Linked DNA regions of Mus musculus: region 2 is linked to region 1. The links are chromatin contacts, called in public Hi-C maps. All regions are on one chromosome and are shown on one strand. Each heading gives the region's core, a stretch centred on a gene start, on an enhancer-like site or on the middle of the called end of the contact. The rest is flanking DNA. Distances are from core to core; before and after follow the strand shown. Region 1 overlaps Ets1 (E26 avian leukemia oncogene 1, 5' domain). Region 2 overlaps Gm3331 (a long non-coding RNA gene).

What was found. Hi-C and Micro-C count contacts between places; a contact is called where the count stands out from the background.
Region 2: a contact with region 1 is called in a Hi-C map of the N1E-115 cell line, with 7 times the contacts expected there. The contact joins two enhancer-like sites. A contact is called at or near these places in 5 of 484 Hi-C or Micro-C datasets (the N1E-115 cell line and uterus) and 3 of 115 datasets of contacts at active chromatin or transcription factors (cardiomyocytes, fibro-adipogenic progenitors and heart atrium).

Annotation. Positions count from the first base shown.
Region 1 is chr9:32,670,103-32,674,681 of GRCm38.p6, reverse strand. The region is part of intron 3 of Ets1 (E26 avian leukemia oncogene 1, 5' domain); the gene reads right to left. Among named protein-coding and RNA genes, the nearest start is that of Ets1, 36 kb to the right of the region's middle. Within about 2 kb of position 1,966, at least 187 of the 459 cell types and tissues checked have an H3K27ac peak or open chromatin away from gene starts, as enhancers often do. A contact at or near this core is called in the N1E-115 cell line and uterus, where this site is marked.
Region 2 is chr9:32,827,716-32,832,294 of GRCm38.p6, reverse strand. The region is part of intron 2 of Gm3331 (a long non-coding RNA gene); the gene reads right to left. Among named protein-coding and RNA genes, the nearest start is that of Gm3331, 47 kb to the right of the region's middle. Within about 2 kb of position 1,799, at least 12 of the 459 cell types and tissues checked have an H3K27ac peak or open chromatin away from gene starts, as enhancers often do. A contact at or near this core is called in the N1E-115 cell line and uterus, where this site is marked.

The sequences.
Region 1 (4,579 bases), core at 717-3,216:
TGTTCCACTAGAATGTCTATCTAACATACCAATGAAAGATACATACACTAAAACAACAATTAGCAGGCCCAAGTAGTAATCCAGAGTTCATGTAGGGTAATCCAGAGTTCATGTAGGGTAATCTCTCTCTAGAATGGAGAGGTCTGCAAACTACCAGTTGTCTAAGTGAACTTTAGCAAGAGAGCCTGGTCAGCCACTTCAAGAAAAGCCAGAGATCAGACATGAGGGCTGGGACTCCAGAGGATGGTGCCTGGACAGAGGCAGTTGGCTGGGACTGTCACACCCAACAGATCTCCTGACACTGTTACACTATATGTTCTGACAAAGTGATCCAGACATGACAGTCACCACACTTTGTCCCACTGTATAAGGTGAGGGTGGTGAACCCACTAGAGGGTAGAAAAGCCGACTCAAGATATATCCTGAGTAGCATAAAATAAAGCAGAAAGATGTGTCTGGACATTGAGCCAGGCCGTGATTCTTATCTCCAAGACAATGGGATGGAAACAACTTCCAGATTTAAATACAGTCTCTGGGGATCAGCCACAGCAGTGGAAAGGGATTTGGAGGAAGGAAGTTGACAACAGTGAATTCATTGCTGTTAAACAAGATATGCTGGTGTGCTCTCCCTATCTGCTTCTGCGGGGCACAATGGAACCTTTCCCCTTACTGTAGGAGATCCTAACTTCTCTGGAGTCCCAGATCATGCTGAGAAGCAGGGGAAAGCAAAATTCTTGTATGTATTATTTTTGGCAAGATCATTTCTGACGAAGAAGAAGAAGAAGAAGAAGAAGAAGAAGAAGAAGAAGAAGAAGAAGAAGAAGAAGAAGAAGAAGAAGAAGAAGAAAAGAAGAAGAGGAGGAGGAGGAGGAGGAAGAAGAAGAAGAAGAAGAAGAAGAAGAAGAAGAAGAAGAAGAAGAAGAAGAAGAAGAAGAAGAAGAAGAAGAAGAAGAAGAAGAAGAAGAAAATCTGTGACAATTAGCAGATTTAAGACTTGGTAGAAGGTCTTCAGGGTTGGTGATGTACAAGCAGGAGACCCAATAAAAGACACAGGCAGTTAGGACCTGGTTCTATCGCTGTTTAAATCACTGGTGTTTCTGCTTTCCCACTACCTCTTGACAAGGTCTTCAAGAAAGGAATTCCAACTTGCAAAGCAGTTTGCTTGCTTTGGAGGCTGAGGTTTAAATGCCACCTGAAAGGGTGAATAGAGTTTGTGGAAATCTGTTTTATTAAGAAGCAAGAGTCTTCAAAGGCCATAGGTAAGGCTTAATAGGATGCTCAGGAATAGGAAGCCCATCCATATTAAAAAACAAAAAACAAACAAACAAAAAACCACAGTGATGCAGAGAAGAGAGAGCCAGCCCTCCAGACAGTGAGATAGGGCAGGGTCTGAACTGAAAGGCAGAGGCTATGCACAGGGGCGAGTTCTGAGGGCCAAAGGCTGCCCAGGGAGAGGTGATCTCTCCCATAGTGCAATTAGGCCTCCTGTTTGACCCCTGACTTTTGCCCCACAGGATATTTATGGTCTCTGGACAGGCAGCTAGGGGGCAAATGAAGGGATATAGACTCTGAAGGCCCTTAGTAGGGAAAGAACTAGAAGGAGAGAACTGAGGTGGAGGGGGGGGCAGGGATGGAGAGAAGGTAGGAGAAGGGAGACAAGGAGAGAGGGAGGGAGGGACAGCAGGCAAACAAGCTGGCTTTCCTAACAGCAAGGACTCTCCTGGCAGGGAGTGGTGCCCTTGCTTACACCCCACCTATCTAGAACTCCCATTAGCCTCTTGCAATCTAAATCTAAGTTCAGAATCTCATCTGTTTCTTAAGCAGATGTGCCACCACAAACCAAGGGGACAGCAGGCAGGTCAGGCAGGCCAGGCCTCTCCCCTCCCAGAGTCAGCAGTGGCAGCTGCCCAAGGTGGGGCCTGGATACCCCACTTCGGGGCGGGCCGCTGGGGCGCTGCTTGGCTGGCAGTGCCGGGGTTAACCCGGCAGCCCTGCGGAGCAAAGATTTCTGTTTTATTTCAGCGGGGGAAGTGTGTGCTGCCTGATTAGCTGGATGGTTTCCTCTTTTCCCATAACCTCCAGACCCCCACGGCCCAAGTGTTTACTCTCTGAAATAAAAAATCTGCTGGTGTTTTTCTTTTTGTGTGCTCGTGTATTTTGGGAGGATTGCAGAGGAGGAAGGCGGGGTCGGGGTGAGGGACCAGCCTGGGGGAAGGGAGGGCGCAGCCTCCAGCTGCAGAAGCTGCAGCTCAAGAAAGCAACTTCTTAACGAGGGAGCTGGTCTCTTGCTCTGGCAGCTATAAACACACTGAACATCTGGAGGCCAAGAGTCTCTCCCGGCCAGACGTGAGCACCACAGGCTGTCCCTGCCCGGCCGTCCCCACCCCCTCGGCTCTCACACCCCCTCTCAACTCAGATCAGCCCCAGCCCTCTCACATCATCCACCCACCCGACCATTTCCATTCACAGAGATCCGCAGCGCCCGCTAGCAGCCGGCCCGCGGGAGCTGAGAGGAGACGAGCAGGCGACGCCAGCCAGCAGTGGCCACCCCGCCCCCGCCCCTGTTCCAGAAGAGGGGTCAAACTGCTAGAATCCAATAAGAACTTGGTGCCCCGGGGACCTTTTCCCAACTCGGACTAAATATTTGCGGTTTGAAGAAGTTAAGAGAACTCCCCCGCCCCTCCAGAGCCCCCTGAGAGTTCCAGTGCAATGCTGTTACTTCCTTGGCTTTTTTGAGAAACAAGGAATTTATCTATCAGGTGGTCAGGCCAACAGAAGGCTTGCATGCTAATTGTCACTCTGCTCGCCCTGCTGAGATGAGACGCTCTTTCTGCACCTGGGTCTCCTTCCTTTCCCAGCACCGAGGAAAGGATTCATTCTCTCACACACAGCCAGCCAAAGTCCTGACTTTTCCTTAGCATAGCTCCAGTGAGCCCCAATCCCAGAATGCCCTGGGTACTTCTTCTCAGGTACCCCTCTCTTTTTACTGGTGAAACGAGTTATAGTGGGGACAATGTTGGCAGATGTAATATATGTGTTATATATGATAGAAAAAGAGGAGAAGGAGAGGGCACGGGGGGGGGGGCGGGGGTGGAAAAAAAGGAGGAAAGAGAGAGCCTGAGGGTAGGATGTGCCTTGGGCAATGAGAAAGTAGTCAAAGCTTTTTAGGTCAGAGTCAGACACCTTCTTTCTCTGGCTCCTTTAACTTCATCGTTGAACTATGGTTCATAGGAAGGGTGGCATTTATTGTCCATTGACCAAGGCCTTTCATGTCTTAAATTATGAAACCAGCATAAGAACTCAAAAATAAGGTTAAGGACCTGTCTGTTGAAGATTAGAAACCCAAGAAATGTATTAAAAACTCCAGGACATGATGCTGTGTTCTTGCTCTCTCTACCAAACCAATTTAAACCCTTGAACTAGACCCAGTTCTATTTAGAGTCATACCCTCACACAAAGAATCTGAATGTTAAGGACCACACATTCAAAGGTTTCAAGGAGGCAGAAGGTGGGAGTCTAAGAGAGGAGGCAGTAAACCCTGGCCAATAGGAACCAGCCACCCACAGCTGGCCAGGAATCCACTTTCCCTTGCAGAGGAAGGCTCAGGCACACAGATACCTTGATATAAAAAACAAAACAAAAAACAAAAACCCACAGAGTAAATGCAAACAAACATGGAGGAGCAGTGAGTGGATTTGGGGCTAGCCTCACCTATGACCTTTTATTCCAGTATGTACTTAAAGCCCCTCAGAGATGTGATGGGGAAGGTGTGTGAAAAGATCGTCCCTGGACACCTTCCTCTAGGGACCCAAGAAGGGCAGTTAGACCTGGTCTTTTGGGAAAGATGAACTTTGAGACAAGACTATAGCTAGCTCTTTCTGAGATAGCACAGCTGCCAAACCAGGATCAGAGGAACCCAAGCTGCCCATCTCCCTTAGTGGTCAGACCCTATTTACAGAAAGACAATTCTCTCCTATTAGGCTACATAGCCTTTTCCAGACCAGTCAGGGCTACATAGAGACTGTCTGAAAAATAAGTAAATACTTAAATAATAGTAATAACAACAACAACAACAATAAAAACAAATTAGTTGTAAGGAACTGCCTTGTCAAAGTTTAGACTGTGCCACATTGAGTTGGAAAATCAAGAACATCCAATAAAATGTTGAGAATGGGGGCCCCTGAAAGGCTCCTCATGTACCTCACTATAGGCTACCATAGCCTTCTCTGGCAGAAAGAGCCGAGCATTCTATCTGGGACAGATTAGTCCAATATTGTAATATCCAATGTCATCAGTGGTACTCACAGACTCAGGGGCTTAGAATTGTTTTGAAGAACAAAGAACCTCTAAAAAAAAAAAAGAGTGTCCTAGAAAAAGAAAAATGTGTCCTGAGACAGAACAGAAATGTGCAGCAGATGGAGTTTGAAGCGCTGGTTTTAAGCCCTGTGGCCATCAGACACAGTCAGCTGAAAGAACAAACCTGCTGTGAGCATAAACATTCCAGGCCAGGTGAGTCTCTCTTGAAGTCTTGCTGGCATGTCTTCAACACTCTCAACACTTGAAAAGCCAAACTGGAGAC
Region 2 (4,579 bases), core at 550-3,049, 160 kb before region 1:
TCTTCCTTTCATAACCGTTTGTGTCCTCATCAATCCCACTGACGTGCAAAGCATTAATCACAGGTACTCCTGTTTCTCAGAACATGGGGTTCTTTGACTTCTAGTAGTGGACCTGATTATAAGGAAAACTGGCCAGCGTCAGTCTTCCCTTTCTGCAGAAGTTCTTGCTTGTTGGTCCTGATGCAAACAGAATCTGGAGAAGATGGGGACAGGAAGAATTGACTGACAAGTAATGGTAGATTGGTCCCAAGACCAGGCCAGTTTGAAGCTTGGTGGCATATGTCTTAAAGAAATTAACTTCAAAATTTAAAATGTTAATTTCTTTTACTGAGTCCTACATTATCTTGTCTCTTGTGTCTATGGTATGTCACAGAGAGGAGGGATTGTTCATAGTAAGGAAACAGATTTCAGTTTAGTCTGGAAATATGAATTTTATTTCTCCATTAGATAATAAAATTATAGCCAGGAGAAATAACTTGACCCAGAAACAGACAGGCAGCAACATTTGAGCTGTATTAAGAAGGAAAATAACTAGCTTTCTATGAAATCCAAACTTTGGTTTTGGCCAAGCCATAGCCTATAAGAAAATATAGATTTTTTTCCCTACGTGACCCAAAATAATTAATAAATTAACAATCATGTTTTCTACCTCTAGTCCTTGTTTTTATCTTCCTCCCAAAATGTCTTATTATATGTACATGTGCAAGTGCAGTCTCTCTCTCTCTCTCTCTCTCTCTCTCTCTCTCTCTCTCTCTCTCTCTCTCCTTGATAGTATTTACTAGCCTTGTGTATAATGTTCTTTGGCTGTATTAAGAGGTAAGTTTCCCAAGGATAGATGTCAGCACGCATCTCTGATCCAACTGTAAACTGCAGTGTCAGGCAGCTTCAGGCACAAGTATACACTTAATAAATATTTGGTCTGTGGGGGGAATGAGATCAATGGGTGGGATGTGGCATTGTATATGTAAAGCTTTCGCTTGGGCATCTTAGAATTGTACTCACAACTTTATCCCCAAATATACAGAAAACGTGGGAGGATGGGATGACTCTTTGTCTAAGTTCAAAGGCATATGAAGAAAAATAAGATATACTGAGTTTCTACTGAATACTTCTATTTTATCTATATACAGTTCATTTTATTTACCTTCTCAGGTAAATAAAAAAAAAGATACTGAAATATATTTATTTTACCTGAAGTAAATACATATCATATACTCTTCAAGAAAACCTAGGCTCAGAAAGGTGTGTTTACATCAAGAGACACACAGCTGCCATGTGTGCAAGGTTTCAGCACCTTCGATGGCTCAGACTCTGACCTTTCCTCTAATATGTCCTGGGAATCTGAGTCCCCTTTCATTTTACTAAAATGAAATTCCAAAAGTTCTCTGTTAAAATGAAAGGTTTTCCCTCCATTCATAAGGAGAGAGAGCAAGAGAGAGTGAGAGAGAGAGAGAGAAGAGAAGAGAAAACTTCCTCTGACCAATGGAAAAATAATCCAAAGCTCTGCTTCCTGGCAAAGGGCCTAATAGTGTGGGCCAGGCTGTGAAATAGAAGGAGACAGATTCTCATGGAAAGCAACCTCTCCACCCACTCATATTTGTGTTTCTCTGAGGTTAACCCAGGGCCCCGCCACTGCCTCCTGCACATCACTTTGGTGACTGTTCCCACCGTCAGCACACAGATAGTGGAGGGTGGAGGCATTGGAATCTTATCTCCCCTATTAAAAGATAAAGCCCCCAACTCAACCCTTATCAATATAAGCTTCATGCACACCAGTCAGGGCTTACAAGGGAAGCAGACAGCATGTTTCTGATCATGGTTCAAGTGGGATCCAGGCAGCATTTGCCTAGCCAGCATGGCCTTGAGAGAGGTAATTAAAACCAGAGCTGTCTGCTTTGTTTTGATATTAGCCAGACCTTCTTTTGAGGAAATATATGGTAATAAACTGGATGAAATGGTGGGGTAAAAAAAAATGAAATTAACATCCTCTTTCAAAGTGAACCAAATGCTTTGTGGAACTCCTTGTTTCTCTTCTTCATAGATGGTTTACAACCAATGTGTGATCCCAGTCCATTGTTGCTAGTCTCTGGTTCATTAATTCATTCATTCATTCACTCACTCATTCATCAAGCAGTTTTAGAATGCCTGCCAAAAAAACATCCTGCATTAAGCACTGAAATATAAACCCAAAGGAAACAGAATCCCTTTTCCTGAGAGACAAAGGGAGCAAGGGAGAATTGTTCTGGACAGAGAATAGGCTACCCCTCAAGATTCCGCTCACACCAAGGGGATCCTTCTCTGTGCATGCACAATTTGTTCTACAATCACCTTAGCAACTCACGACCTCCTAAATTGTCCACCCTTTCTCTTGCCAACAAGGATTATCTTTACTTTCTGCTTTTGATAGAAGTCTGCTATTCTGCCATCTCCTCCTATTCAGCTCTTACCCATCCTTTGAGACTCCCAGGCATCAATTAACTCAAAAGCCAACAATCGTATCTGCCCTCTATGACTGATCTGCTACCACATCCCAGTGGATCCCTCAGTTCCAAAGATTTTATATTACCTGTCAATTTTCTGTACATTTTTCCTTCTCTTCTGCTACATCAAGAAAGCTAAGGATGGAATAGGATATGTTACAATTGTTTTGAAGCCTAGGGCAATATACAACATAGTGGGTATTCAGCAAATATAAGGGAAAAGGCTTATTTTTGTGCAAGGTATAACAGATAGAGTTGAGGGGGAGGTATGCTCAGGAAAAGAGGAATAGAAAATGCTAGAGAAGTCTTCATAGGAAAGATTACTGATCTGAATCTTGAAGAATTAGCATTAAAAATTAGTTTTCTCCAACAGAGTCTCACCGAAGACACAAATCACTTTAAGGGTAGGCCATGTGTCCAGAAGAAGATGGACAACACAAAACAAAATCAACAGTATCTTTACCAATACTTTGTCTCAAATATTGTGTCAAGACTTTCTTTTCCTAACCTTACATGTTTGTTAAGTATATGTCATGGTTTCCAGCTTTGAGATTTCATGGGGTTCATATGTGTGTGAACAAATGTGTCTCTGTGTTTATGTTTCTCATGGTTTTCCTTTGGCTCTCTTTCTTCTTTTAGTTTATTTAGTCCTAATCTGACCTGCTTGTTTTTGTTTTATCTAATTTTATTATTATTCCTTAGATGCCTGTTTATTTTCTAAAGAGAGACAGAAAGGGTGTGGATCCAGAAGCAAGAGGATGTGGGAAGGAATGATGGAGGAGTTAGGAGATGGGCAACCATAATCAGACTATATTGTATGAGGAACAAATCTATTTTCAATAAAAGAAAATTAGATGGAAAAATAAGTAAATTTAAAGTATGAGCAAAAGAGGTCAGAAAGTGTTTGGGTGCCATTTCTGGCCATATTCTGAGGTTGGTGCTTCTATAAACCTTTATCAGAGATGCTCTGTTTCACAGGGGCCAGTGGTTAATACAGAAACTCAAAAATTCACAAAGCATGGAGAATTAATGACTGTGGAATCCTTGCTCTAAATGGAGCATCTCTATCCCACTCTCCCACCGCAAGACTCAGAGAACAGTGTAGAAGAGACAATTGAAAGACTATAAAAGCCAGAGGTTGGGGAGACCTGCTACAAAACTGTCTTCAGGGCATTATACCATTGCATCTACCATGCATGTGGGAGGAACTTATGAAGACCCACCCCTCGCTGAAGAGCTTACTAGGCCCCACCCCTCACTGAAGAGCTTATTAGGCCCCAACCCTTCATTGAAGAGCTTTCTTGGCTCCACCCCTCACTGAAGAGCTTACTAGACCCATCACTCACTGAAAAGCTTACTAGGACCCACCCCAAAATGAAGAGCTATGAGCTTAAAAGAAAGAGAGAGAGGAAAATAAAAGAGGGATAGTTGAGAAAAAAGGTTGTCAGAGAAGAGGCAGAGACAGAGATGTAATAAGAGATGAAAATGTCCCAAACTCAATATACACACAAAGGAGGTTGTCAAAGAATAAAATAAAAATGTAATACACACTATTATCTGGATTAACAGCCAGTAAAGATTATTTCTGGCTATGCCTGTGCTATTAATTCTGTGTATAAAGAGTGCTTCTGGGAAAGATTGGTATGTGATTCACTAGCCTGAAGAATATCCACCCTCACCAGTGAATCCAAGAATCATCTCAACCATGGAGGGCTTCCATAGAACGAAAAGGCAAAGGAAAGACCAAGCACTCTGAATCACTCTGAAGTACTCAGTTTGCCCTGTGCATGGAAGTCAGAATCCCAGATGTTCAGGCCTTTGGACATTGAGACTTAACTAGGGGCTCCCACTCTTATTTCTATCCAAAGTCTCAGGACTTTGGGCCAGACAAGCATTACAGGTCTCTAGTGTGCCCAGGGAAGATGGTAGTGCACATTTCGTTTTATAAACCCGGCTTATTGATCTCCACATTTCCCATTGCCTTTCTTGCTTTGGAGATGTCTGAGTCATAAATACACAAGTCATCAAGTGGTTAAACATCAAAAGATGAGAATAAAGCAGATCATATGGAGTTAACCAAGGGCTTTGGATACAAATAG